3 separate regions of the Sus scrofa genome follow, and all the other regions are linked to region 2. Evidence: chromatin contacts called from public HiChIP or PLAC-seq and promoter capture Hi-C data. All regions are on one chromosome and are shown on one strand. Each heading gives the region's core, a stretch centred on a gene start, on an enhancer-like site or on the middle of the called end of the contact. The rest is flanking DNA. Distances are from core to core; before and after follow the strand shown. Region 1 holds the start of ZBTB11 (zinc finger and BTB domain-containing protein 11). Region 2 holds the start of TFG (protein TFG). Region 3 holds the start of PCNP (PEST proteolytic signal-containing nuclear protein).

The links. Promoter capture Hi-C pulls out the DNA fragments that hold promoters and counts their contacts. HiChIP or PLAC-seq counts read pairs in DNA pulled down with a chosen protein or histone mark.
Region 1: an H3K27ac HiChIP or PLAC-seq map of alveolar macrophages shows a contact between it and region 2. The contact joins the promoter of ZBTB11 here to the promoter of TFG in region 2. A contact is called at or near these places in 2 of 5 promoter capture datasets (fetal liver and fetal skeletal muscle), 1 of 47 Hi-C or Micro-C datasets (retroperitoneal adipose tissue) and 2 of 2 datasets of contacts at active chromatin or transcription factors (alveolar macrophages and skeletal muscle).
Region 3: a contact with region 2 is called in a promoter capture Hi-C map of liver, with 4 times the contacts expected there. The contact joins the promoter of PCNP here to the promoter of TFG in region 2. A contact is called at or near these places in 1 of 5 promoter capture datasets (liver) and 1 of 2 datasets of contacts at active chromatin or transcription factors (skeletal muscle).

What each region holds. Positions count from the first base shown.
Region 1 is chr13:157,419,660-157,423,726 of Sscrofa11.1, forward strand. It overlaps ZBTB11 (zinc finger and BTB domain-containing protein 11), which reads left to right and starts at 2,365. Exons shown (of 11, transcript XM_003132695.5): 1 at 2,365-2,920. The coding sequence starts at 2,611.
Region 2 is chr13:158,324,774-158,329,446 of Sscrofa11.1, forward strand. TFG (protein TFG) reads right to left here and starts at 2,129. Exons shown (of 8, transcript XM_021070561.1): 1 at 1,721-2,129.
Region 3 is chr13:157,489,766-157,494,385 of Sscrofa11.1, forward strand. It overlaps PCNP (PEST proteolytic signal-containing nuclear protein), which reads right to left and starts at 1,499. Exons shown (of 5, transcript XM_003132696.4): 1 at 1,344-1,499. The coding sequence starts at 1,470.

The sequences.
Region 1 (4,067 bases), core at 1,115-3,614, 900 kb before region 2:
AAGTAGTTTAAGTGTGTTAAAATAGTAATCATAATTGATGTTAATACACTTGCATTTCTACAAAAAGTAGATCATCTTAGTACCATGCTGTGCTAAGTTCAAAGATAGAATATGAATAAGCCACATCCCCTTAAGAAACATGCTTTTATATATCAGTAGCAGGTGAAGGTAAAATTCTATCAACACTTCCCCTCATCACCTTTGTATCCAAGGTGATGGAATTTATGTTTACTTCTGGTGAATGTTAAATTTAGGCATTGGTTTAGGTATTGGGGATAATAAAACAGTCCCTTTAGAGGACTTGGAACTAAAATGTGTAAAGTAAAAATGAATATACAAGTTATGTTCAACAGCTGATTTTTGCTTAATAAGATTTTGGTTGGGAGTTCCCATCATGATGCAATGGAAACAATCCAAGGTAGGAACCATGAGGTTGCGGGTTTGATCCCTGGTCTCACTCAGTGGGTTAAGAATCTGGCATTGCTGTGAGCTGTGGTGTAAGTTGCAGATGAGGCTCAGATCTGGGGTTGCTGTAGCCGTAGTGCAGGCCGGCAGCAACAGCTTGGATTAGACCCCTAGCCTGGGAACCTCCATATGCTGTAGGTGTGGGTCTAAAAAGACCAAAAGAAAAAAAAGGTTTTGGTTGGAAAAAAGCAATTGTAAGTAATTAAAAAAAAAATGAAATTAGAAGCTAGTCCTGAATAGGGAAAATTTAAAAACCAATCAAAATGCCCAACTTGAGCACAGAGCAACATGTTCTTTTGGTCACAGAATAAAATGTCCCCTTAAAGCATGGCTTTTTTGGCCTAAATGTCTTAAAGTGGAAGTACCCATTCTGATATCCTGGAGGAGACATAAACACTACCTGTTCTCACAGAACAGTAAGTAGCTTTTCTCAGGAAGACACTGGACCACGTGTAAAACACTATTGAAACATTTCTCTGTTGTCTCGAAGAATCAAATTTTAGTGGGCTTCTCAGTGCTTTCACAGGTTGTATCTTAACAAACAGTGCAGGGGAATTTCTTTTAACTTGGCTTCTCTGCCACATACATGACTTGATTACCCAACAATTTTAATATACTTAGTTTCACAGGAAAACAGTGGTAGTGCTGACCCAGCACAATACCCTTGGAAGGGTGGATCTGGACCACCCACTCTGGGTGCCCCACCCCGTGGAGGCGGGGGAGGAATGCGTGTCTGCTTCTAATACCTCCTACCCCAACGGTAATTTGTGGAATGAGCAGCCTATGTAAACCCTAATCCTGGCAGCTGTATTTTCTGGGCCTGGCAGTTCAGGTACCAATAGCTAGAATATTAAACTGCCTTAAGTATCTCTGGCCGTTAGGAAATTCTGACACCCCCCCCTCTTTCCCCCGCCCCCGCTGCCCAAGCACGGTGCAGACTGCACTCCATTCTTTGAGCCTACTGCTTTCAACTGTGGTCTGTCTTCACTTGTATCCGTAAGGGTTAGACCCTCACCCAAGCGACTGCAGACTCCAGGATGGGATGTAAGAGGGTTGGCCCAGGGTTTTCAGGCTCCAGTTTAAGCACTAACAGCGCTCTACCCCAGTAGCTTTAAATGTCATAGGCCTGTGTCTCTAATCTGCGTTGCATATCCGACCTAGGGACGGGTTGACCAGGACCGCTCCAGGCTAAATATCTCAACTAGAATGCACATTGGAAAACGTAGGTCGAATTACCTTGGCCTTTTGTGCCTTCAATATATGTTGGGTGTAAAATGGAAAATTTTTCCTCCCAAGCTAATGTGAAAATATATGTAAATAAGCTGTAAGGAAATAGTGTTAGCTAGTCTAAGTGCCCTCACTGGTAGAAAATCATCACTGAATCAACCGATAATTCCAGGAAAACCATGCGTAGTTTTGAACCAGCTGATTCTTAGAAATTACAGTAACTCCTATAACGGAGAGACTTGGATTTTATAACACTGGAAGCTACATTTCCGTGTAAAAGGGCATTCTTTGGTCTTGTATCCCTTGACTAATACTTTACTAAGAGCCTCAAAATCTGGCGTATTTGCGTTGTCGAGGGTCTCCAAGCGTCGTCACGTAGGAAAAAAAGGCTCCTTTACATCCTAAGGTATCACCGAGGGTATAAACAACTGCCCACAAGCTCCTACACGTGCTCAGAGCATGGGAAAGAAGGGAAAAATCAAAAGGGAAATTGCCAGGACTTAAGATGTCTGCCCCAAACCACTTCTGTCTCCCCAGAAGGGCCTACCCGCTTCCAAAATGTCCGACCGCAGTCCTGACGTCACTCAGTCCGCTAGATCAATCCAGAAAGCCTCTGCACTCCAGCTCCAATCAGGGCTTAGTCCCCTCACCCACTGCCCTTGATTTGCGTCACTTCCGGTGGTGCAGCAGCCATTTTGTCAGTCGCCAGCGGATCCCGCGCGCTGGAGAAGTGCAGTTCCCCCTGGTTACCAACTCGTCGGTTCTCCCTCCGCGCTGCGGGCGCCGTCGAAGAGTATTCACCACAGACACAGTCGTAACTCCCTACAGTGCTGCCGCCGTTGTTGCATCCGCCTGGAGCCAGTGCACTGTTTTTCTCTCCTGCCATTGACAGGCGCCCTCAGGGAGCCGCCGTCAGCGATGTCAAGCGAGGAAAGCTACCAGGCCATCCTGCGCTACCTGACGAACGAGTGCGAGCCATACGCGCCGGGCACCGAGGGCAATGTTAAGCGTAAAATCCGTAAGGCAGCCGCCTGCTACGTGGTGCGCGATGGGACCTTGTACTACCAGCGACGGCAGAGGCACCGCAAGACCTTCGCCGAGCTGGAGGTAGTGCTGCAGCCCGAGCGGCGCCGGGGTCTCATCGAGGCGGCGCACCTGGGTCCAGGCGGCACTCACCACACCCAGCATCAGACCTGGCACGACTTGTCCAAGACGTATTGGTGGCGAGGTAGGACCTCGCCCGCGGCAAGGGGGAGGGCGGGCGGCTTGCTGCCTGGCTAGGCCCGCAGGTGGAGGCAGGCCTGTGTGCATCGCCAGTGTGAGGGCCCGCACTGCTCCTCTCCGGCACCACTCGCCGGTCCAGCCTGGCCTGCGCTTAGCGGCGGAGTGGCTGCCAGGCGGAGCCGAGAGGGTGGGGGACGTGAAAGGAGCCGCACTTCCCACAGGAAGGAGGCCGGGGAAGCTGGGGGGCGGGTCCTGGCTCGGGGTGGGGCGAATGGGGGCTTCCCCGGGGGCCGGCCCAGCCACGGGGAGGGGCTGGGACTCGCGGGCGGCTCCCGGCCCTCCTCTTTCGGTAGCTCGGGAGGCGGTGGCTCCTGCTCTTGGCGGAAGTTTCTCGGCGGCGGGAGGCGGGCGGCGGTTGCGGTGCTCTGTATTGTGCGTTTTGAGTTCCTGTTTGTGCCGATGGTTGGGGGAAGGGACGGTCCGCCAAGAGTCCGGAAGCTTTCTGCAGGGCGTTCCACTAGGGTCTTGGCCAGTGGTTTTGAGGTTCTGCGTGTCCACTTGCCGGGATTCCTCATAGCACGCTACTGCGGCGTAATTAAGGAATCATGCGATTTTGTGCAGAAGTGATTTGGAGTGACTACGTGGAAACAGGGTTTTTTGGCTTTTGCTGTTGTTTGAAAGTCATTTTGGGCCCTAGTTTTTAGAGCAAGGATTTAATAGCAGATATTTTGAATTCTGAATGTTATATTTTTACATAGTGTTATAAGATTTTTTTTTAGTATATATCCCGTTGATAATGTGAAGAGCGCTTTGAAAACCCTGAAACACAACACATACCTGGGAAAGATGAAGTTTCTGTGATTGGTCAAGGAGTATAGCAACGAAGTTTCTTGACTCCTTAGGAAACAAGGGAGGAGAGAAAGAAACGGCCCTTGGTTTCTTTACTGTCCTCACTCTCCACAAAATTGGTGAATGTTTATATTGTTCTCTTAAAATTAGTAATAAAAGTTTGCAGGCCCATAAAAGGTTTTGTCAGGAGGGATTCGGTCACTCTCCGTACGGCTCTGCAGGAATTAATTTATGATGTACTTATCTATAAGTAAGGAAGACTACTGAACAGCTTCCAAAAGTTCTTTTACGTGTATAAATTT
Region 2 (4,673 bases), core at 879-3,378:
TTTAGCAGGACAGTACTACCTACTCTAAGCAGCATCTAGAATAGTGCCTGACATACATACAGTAAATATTTAAAGACTTGTTTTTGTTCCCTAAACAAAAGATGAATGACAAATAATGAAGTTCCGCTAAACGACTGAGAGAAAAAAAGCTATACTACCAGGTCAGTTCCTAAGCCAAACCTTTACAATGTACCTTCTTTACATAGCTAGAAGTGCCTCTTTACGACATACCCCTAATTAAAAGAAATTTCCAACATCGAAAATAACTGACATAACCCTTTTGATTGTGAGGAGACTGTTGCTCGGTTCCAACGGATCTGAATATGAGTCTCTTTTACTTTGCATTTGCCATGTCTGCAAATTCACTTAATGGTTGATGTTTCCTAAAGTCTGTAAACTACCTGTGGCCAGGAACTGGGCCTTCTCTAAGGTTTCACCCAGTTTGTGCTGCAGTCTCCATAAAGCATGCACTCAAGCATCACAAAAATAAAAGTACCACAAAATTTTCCCTTCCAGAGAAAATCCCGTCCCCACATTTTTTTTTAATGTAACACTAGACTCAGGTCCTCTTTTTCTCTAACTTCAATCACAAAGTATGGATGGGTATGGACTACTATGAACTGCTGGTGAGATCCTTACAGCTCTTCTTCTCCCATCTTGTCCTTGCCTCCCTCCCTCTGAAAACCAGAAATGACACAGCCACAAACTTATGAAATCTTCCAACAGAAACACTGTTCTCAGAACTGGAGAATAAAGTGACATATCCAAAGACACACATAAAAAGCCTGCCTGCCTCTTGAACCAGCATCTAGGTTCATGGCCAAACCTCCAGCTCCACTCCCCTTGTGGTTAGGGCCTTGCAAAAATTCAGAGAAGCCTGCATAGGCACCTCCAGAGGATAACAACTGCCTTTAAGAAATCCTAAGCAAAATCAACCCTTGAGTATTCCAAATAATTCAAGAAGCCTCAAATCCTGCCCGACTCGAGGCAGTGTAGTAAAATGATAAAGATTCCCACTACTAGCTATGTGACCTTAAGCAAATACTTCACCAAGCCTCATTTCCACCATATGCAAAACAGAAATAATATCTAAATTTGAAAGAATCTTTGTGATGATTCAATGAGACCATGCATCTAAAGTACTTTCATACTGCCTTGAAAACTAAACTCTTAAAAGTTAGTTGTCATCACCACTATCAAACTAGGTTGGGCCTCCAGACGGCGCTTGATTAAACACTGACATAGCCAAGGAACAAGGTTTCTCCTATGTAAGCCAATCAACTTACTTCCGAAGGTGCCATCCTCCACCTTCTCACCCTTACAAGCCCCCTAGAAAGTTAGGCGCTGGACCGCGCCAGGCCTCCCAAAGTCCCTCTCCTCCCCCTCGGTCAGCCCGACCCCTTGGACCCGGGCAGAATGGGTGCAAGAGCACTTGCTGCCCCAAACAACCCCCCCGGAGAATCCCTCCCGCCGAGGCCCGCTTCGCTGCCTCAGTTGCTGCCGAGAGCCCTTGCCCTTCCCCTCCCCCTCTGTGGCCTCCCCTCCCCCACGCGAGGCCCCGCCCGGCCTCCCTCTTCCTGGCTCCAGCCCCTTCCCACCGCCCCTCCAACCCCACCTGCCCCGCACCCGCCGGTTAGAAAGAAGCCGTCTCGGCGTTTCTAAGTCTCCCGGGCCGCCTAGCCCGAGAAGTCGGCCGCGCCCCCGCCTCCAGCGGCCATACCGGTTTGCCGAGGCCGCCGCCACCCCTCCGCAGGTCTCCGCTGATTCAACTCGTGCGAGGCTGCCACTGCCAGGCTCTGGGGCGCTGGGAGAAAGCTGCAGTCACGGCCCACTCGGTTGCCCTCCGGCCCGCCGCACCTCGCTGGCAGGCTTGCGCTGGCCCCGGCCAATCGCACAGACCCACCAAGCCTAGCGAGACCTCGGGCCCAGTACGTGGCAGGTGGGGAAAGCAGAGGGGGCGGGTACAAGAAGAAAACTGTGCGTTCGCTCCGCCTCAGAGCGAGCAAGCCAACCCAGAACGCATGCGCGACGGCTGGGGGCCCCCTGGGACTGACCACGTCCAGGCCTGCAAGGCCCTGGGTCTGCTTTCTCACTGGATGACCCAGTGTAGGAAGTGAGAGCGCAACGGAAGCGCGCATGCGCGGGGCGTGACCAGGCACTTCCGGTTTTCCAGAGCGCTAGCGTTTTCCTTCGCTCGCCCGTGGGCGGGGCGTAACTTGGTGTCCTGTACTCCTTTTGAGAGCGGATTGAAAGTGGGCATTTGTCCAAGTCTGAGTGTTTTTTTGTTTTGTGGCCATTGTAGTTTTCCTAGTCCTATCTCAAAAAAACCAACCCTTTTCCTGCCTTCCTTTTACAAACTCATTCATTCATTGTTGGGCGCCTACGCTTTCGCCAAGCCCTGTGCTGGAAATGGGAATGGAATCAGTTTGTAAGCAAGGAGTTACACAGCGTTTACGAGTTATGAGTGTGTAAAGGGTAAAGGCTGGGAAATCATGGCTGATTAAAGATTCCAGAAGCCTTTTTGGAACTAAACTATTTGAGCGTACCCTACATACTCTTCCCTCGCTCTAACCGCATATGCTAATTTATGTAAGACACTCTCTGACGGGGGTGGGGCGGAATAGGTGATGATATCTGAGTTTCGGGGTCAGTGCTGTTGTAAAAGTTGCAAGGAATTTTGCCTTCTAAGACTAAGCAAAAAGCAATGTGAACTTACTTGCTTCCCCAGCTGTTCACCAGATGAAGTGAATTCAGGGTGAGAAGTTATTGTTATTTTAGTAGTTTAAGAAATATGACATTTTTGCAGCTTTAAGTCTGAAAAGTTCTGTTTGAGAGTGAAATATATGAGTTTAAAATTCTTTTGCATCTGAAAGGTATTTTCCAATGCTGTATGGAGCAATTGCTTCCAGGGATTGAGAAGCGGAAGACTGAAGAAAGAATGAAAAAAGTTCCAGATTTTATCCTTCAGTGCTTGTTGTGACTTGAATATCCAAATTTGGGAAAATGAACTGCTGTCCAATAATAGTGTCCTGAGGTCTTTGAAATGGCTTGAGGTTGGATTAAAAAAAAAACTACACAAATGTGGACATAGGTAAAAAACTCTCAAAAGAAGTAAGGAATACCACAATCTTCCTAATGAGAGGTCAGAACCTGGAGCAGGGTCAAAGTGAACCTTAGCCTGAAACGAGGGGAAAAAATTTCCCCTTGCTAGGTTCAGAGGAAAGGGGCAATCACTCAAGAGTCTTGCCATTGAGGAGAAATAAACTGATCTCTGTTAAACTGAGGCCAGCTGGAAGCTGGGAAGAAAGCACCCATAGAGTGGTCTTCTGGAACCCTGAAAGCAGTTTAAGGTTCTTTATGTTGTAATTCCCTCGTGCTTCATCCTCAAGCAATCAGTGAAGTCTTGTTTAATGTTAATACCTCCTCCAGCCACCATTAGGGAAACTGAGAGGTGAGGTAGTTATGATTCCTTAGATCACAGTAGAAGCAGGAGCTGCCTGGGGCAAGAAATTAGAAAATGAGAGGCTGAGGTGCTGTTTGTAAGCCAGATCAGAGACTCAGGTGACATGGGACAAGGATATCTATGCAACATTAAAGCGTTCCCTAGGAGTCTCCAGAAATATAAATTTGAAATTTTTTAAATTTTATTTTTTAAAGTTTTAGTGAAGTATAATTGATTTATAAGGTGGTGATAATTTCTGCTATACAACAAAGTAATTCAGTTATAAGATACACCATCCATTCTCTCTCAGATTCTTTTCCCACGATGAAAAACTTTATGATAGATTTTTGCCTCTTGTTATCCAGCTGGATGTAGGCTTACAATATTGTGATTGAGCATGAAATCAAGGCTATTTGGGTTTAGTAATATGTCATATAAAAGCATGAAATTACCAGATATCTGAGTTTGTCATATTGCCCCCTTTAGGTTATAAACACCTTTATAACCAAAACCATATCCTGCCCATTTTTTTATTTCAGCTAAATACTAAATTGTCCACAAAAACTTCAGCGATGTTTCCTGTTCCTGATCCTTTATAACAATTACATTTTAATTTAAGAGCATAATGAACAGCTGGAACTCAATACCCAACCCAAAGATTAGAACATTACCAATAAATAATACCTCCCAGTGTGCTCCTCTCCCCTGTGGTCCTTGTGCCTCTCTCCTGATTTTCTGTTTAGCATTTCCTTGGGGTGTTGGTGGTGGTGGTGTTTTAATCTTCTATACAGTTTAATTTACATATATATGTATGCCTGTGGAATATGTTGTTTAGTTTTACTTGGTAGAGACATTATATAGAGTATCATTGCTATGTTGTTTTCTGGGACATAATGTTTACACTCAAGATAACGTATTTAGGAGTTCCTGTCGTGGCACAGTGGTTAACGAATCTGACTAGGAACCATGAGGTTGTGGGTTCGATCCCTGCCCTTGCTCAGTGGGTTGAGGATCCGGCGTTGCCATGAGCTGTGGTGTAGGTCGCAGACGCGGCTCGGATCCTGCAGCTACAGCTCCGATTGGACCCCTAGCCTGGGAACCTCCATATGCCGCGGGAGCGGCCCAAGAAATGGCAAAAAAGACAAAAAAAAAAAAAAAAGAAAGAAAAAAAAAGATAACGTATTTAGATATACCCATGTTGTTACACATAGCTAGAATTCATTTATTTTCC
Region 3 (4,620 bases), core at 249-2,748, 840 kb before region 2:
AGATTCTTTAGGCTACAGATATGGTTTTCCTCAAATTACTTTTTTAAATGTAATTTTGATAATTTCCAAGAAAATTTTTGACGAAAATCAAATTGCTAATGAGGTAGTACTAAGTGGTTTAAACTGTTGTTTCATAAACCATTCTACTAGTTTTAATTTAAAAAAGACAAGAGGGGAATGAGAAGGGGGAAGGGAGTTTGGGCTCAACTAACAGCACTGTACATAACTTTTGAAAAGGAAAGTCTGGGTCCAAAGTAATCGAACACTGATTACACTTTTCTCAATTTTTGATCCCAAGTCAATTCACATTAAACTTGTTGGAAGGTCCAAATAGTTGTCCTCATAGACTATTAATCTTATGTATGTTTTAGTATTAAAAACTTTCAGGGATAAGACTTTAAGGAGAGTTAGAATCGAGTGTAGTACTTAAAACGTTCTAAAGACATTATGATCAGCTTGCACGTGTTGTCACCAGCCTAGTTAGGACAAAGGGGCGGGAGGGCTGGAGAGATTACATGCTATTTATTTTCCTTAATGCACAAGACCCAAATTTAGAGGGGTGGAGGTGACAGAATAAAGATAGCTGTAACTTGAGTTTACCTCGTAACGAAATACAGGAAAAGTCACACTAGCCTATTTAGCCACCTTAATATCTGGCATGAAGTTAGCTGGCAACAGCCTAGCTCAGAAAAGGCAGACACTGTAAAGAAAGGCAACCAAACCCTAACCCTAGACCCCGCAGATTAAACCAGGAGGCAGGCAAATGTATTCCTCGCCCCCCGCCCCAATCGCCTCCATATATCCCGTTACAGGATCAGTATTAGGCTTGAAAATAAAGAAAGGAAAAAGGCCGGAGTCGTCCGCCTTCTTAGAGAAAAGGGAACAGCAAACTAACTCCTAGGTGTAACTGAGAGGCCCCGGCACCGTCGGAAACTCGGCCTGCGGCCACAGCTGGATAATTCGCACTGGGTGAGCCCGCCTGAGCGTTTTGTGTGATGTGCGTCTCCGGTGTGGCGGTAGCGGCTCCTGCACCGCGACTCCTAGTCCTACCCCGAGTTCGGTCCTCCTGTCTGGGGCCCATCTCCCTTCTCTTCGGAAGCAGGGCCTCCGCTGGGGCCGAGAAGTGACGAACAGTGACCGGCTGTACCCCGGCAAGAAGGTGATGTGGGCTCAGATCCCAGCGGGCCGCACCGGGCGTGCCCGGGGCTCGTCTGGGCCCAGCGCCTGGCCGGGTGAGCGCCAGATCCGCCCATTCTCGCCCCAACCTACTCCCCCCACCCAGGGAAGCTCAAAGAAAGGCCCAGAGCATCCCACGTAGCCCGCGACGCTGGGGTTGTGTTCACCTCCGGCGGCTCCAGCTCGCTGCGGCTTCTCAGGCTTCTCCTCTCCCGCCTTCCCGTCCGCCATTTTCCCCGCCGCGGCCTCCCCTGCAGCCACGCCAAAGACGTCACGGCCCTGCCCAGCAACCATTGAGCTTCGGAGCCAGCCGTGGAAGAGGCAGCCTAGAGCGGCCCTAGAGATAGGCAAGAGGCCCTTTCCGAAACGGAAGTGGATGTGACTTCACCGGCGAGTACCTCCGAGGGAAGGGTGGGGGAAGTTGGATGGTTCTGCGGATCGCTGGTTAGGAACTTTCGGACTTCAGTTAGATTTTCATGGTCCAGAAGCGGTTCCGAAGAAGTTAGAGGAGGTTGGAGCATAATTCTAGAAACGTTGGTGAAATTATGTACGATCTCTGCAGACCGGTGGTGTGGTGGCAGCCAAAGCCAGTAGGCTCTTTCATTCTGGTTTTGCTAGCTCTAGAGTACCTACTCAAAATAAACAAACAAACAAAAAACAAAAAACAAAAAAACCCCCCAAAACCCAAATTCTAGGGGAAATCAACGTTTATTGGGCGCCCCCTTGTGTCAAACACTACCTCGTTTTAATCGCAATAGTCCGATGAGGAATCATCCTCTTTTTAATTAGATGTGAGCGTTGAAGCCAAAGAAAAATTTGTCCAAGGTCACGTAGGCAAGTGGTAAAACTTTTTTTTTTTTTTAACATGCCGCAATTTCTGTGTCAAGACGAGTTACTTTATTATGTGAAGACCTCAGTAGTTTCTGCCTTGCTCAGAAACCTTTAGGGGATACCCAGGTTTGCAGAATCAAGTCCAAGCGTTATATTGGGCCGCAGCCTAACTTTTCAGCTTTTTTTCAGCCTTTTTCCTCTATATTTATACTGCCCTCTTGCTACACAGGGTCGATTCCTTGCCTAGGGAAGTGTAGTTTCTGGGTTTGCCCTATAATATGCTGTGATTGTTACAAAAATTGATCTTAAAGGAGCCAGAAGTTGAGTTTGAATCCTTTTACTGGCTGAGTAAATCTTGTTGGTTTCTTACTGCCTACAGACATATGGCTTCCTTCTGTATAAAATGCAAATAATAATATTATTTGCTCAAAGAGTGATTTTGCTACCTGCAACTTGCAGCAACCCAGGAACCTCAATCCACTGAGCAAGGCCAGGGATTGAACCCCCATCCTCATAGAGACAAGGTAGGGTCCTTCACCTGCTGAGGCACAACAGGAACTCCTTACCTCGGTATATGTTTTTTTAAAAAAAACTCCTTAGATGGCTCAAAAGTTCTTTGGGAGTTGCCGCTGCAAAGAGATCAGCAGTATCTCTGCAGCACCAGGACACAGGTTCAATCCCCCACCCACCGCAGTGGGTTAAACTATCCAGCATTATGGCAGCTGTGGCATAGGTCAAAACTATGGCTTGGATCTGATCCCTGGCCCAGGAACTCCATATGCTGCAGGGTGGCCAAAAAAAAAAAAAAAAAAAAAGTTCTTTGACCACAGAGACCATTACAAATTCTTTTTTTTCTTCACAGTACTTTGTACTGCATGTTTCATATACGAAAAGAGTTCAGTATTTGTGAATGGGTGATTCATCAGGCTCTAAATCTGGAGAATGAAGAAGGAATCAAAGTGCATTTCCCATAACAGAAACAGGGTGGTTTGCTGATACTTCTTTTCTTTTTTTGTTGTTATCTTTTTATCTTTTCCAGTGCTGTTCCTGCGGCATATGGGGCTTCCCAGGCTAGGGGTCCAGTTGGAGCTGTTGCCACTGGCCTACGTCAGAGCCCCGACCTACACCACAGCTCTCAGCAACGCTGGATCCTTAACCCACTGAGCAAGGCCAGGGATCAAATCGCAGCCTCATGGTTCCTAGTCCGGATTCGTTAACCACTGAGCCATGACGGGAACTCTGGTTTGCTGATACTTTGATTTGGTCATTTGAAACCCCTGGTCCACTATTTATGACTATATGTAAAAGTGCTCAGCAAAACATTTTACATAGATCAGGTAATTCATATTTGTTTCCTTTTCCTAGATGTGGTCTTCAAATGTTACTTAATCATTGAGACTCTCATTTCTATCACTTCTCTGTGTGCCTTTTATTTTTTTTAGGGCCGCACCCATGGCATATGGAGGTTCCCAGGCTAGGGGTCTAATCGGAGCTACAGCTGCCACCCTACACCACAGCCACAGCAACAGCAGATCTGAGCTGCGTCTGTGACCTACACCAACACAGATCCTTAACTTACTGAGCGAGGCCAGGGATCGAACCTGTAATCTCATGGTTCCTAGTCAGATTTGTTTCTGATGCGTCACAACGGGAACTCCCTCTATCACTTTTCAAATGGAGACATAAACATGAGATTTTTATTTGTAATTATGTATTTATAGATGCTTGTTTTTTTTGTCTGTGTTTTTGGCTGCCTCATGGCATATGGAGTTCCCAGACTAGGGATCATGTCCAAGCCACAGTTGTGACCTACACTACAGCTGGGACAGTGCTGGATCCTTTAATCCCCTGTGCTGGGCCAGGGATTGAACCTGTGTCCTGCAGAGATACGGCTGATCCCATTGCACCACAGCAGGAACTCCAATGCTTGTATTTTTAGATGAGAAAAATGAAGTTCAGAGAGGTCGCATATAGCTATCCAGTTTCATATATGACACTGTAGAAGTTAAGGATGGAAGATATTAATCCATTCACCTGTCAGTCCTGTGAGGTCATATTATACCCATCTTGCTCACTCTTGCTTCCCTGGGATCTATATTATAGTTTTCAATAAGTATTCACTGAAGAAATGAATGCAAACTTCAGTAACCACCACCCCCCTGAATAGGTTAAGAGATGAAAAGGCAGTGTAGTGCAGGGCAAAGAGCTGGAGCATTGACTGTGTCAGACAAAACTAAGTTTAAATTATAACCCTGCCATTTACTAATTCTGTTTGAACTGATAAAGTAATCTTACACGAATGTGTTTTAACTATAAAAATGTACTAATAAACAGGGTTACTGAGAGGAGTGAGGTAATACAGGTAAAATTTGTATTACAGTGCCTGGCTTATGGTGGGCACTTGCTTAATAGAAGCTATGTTTGCAACATCTAAAGAGGTATTTAAATAATAATTTAACAAACTGAAAATGGAAGGTAATATAGACAACTATTTTAATTTAAATGTATAATTTGTGAGGTGATACCTATAATATCTCACATATATTCATCCTTACTGTACACCAAGCATAGTTTGCAAGTTTTTGACATGAAATCAAATACATTAAATCATCA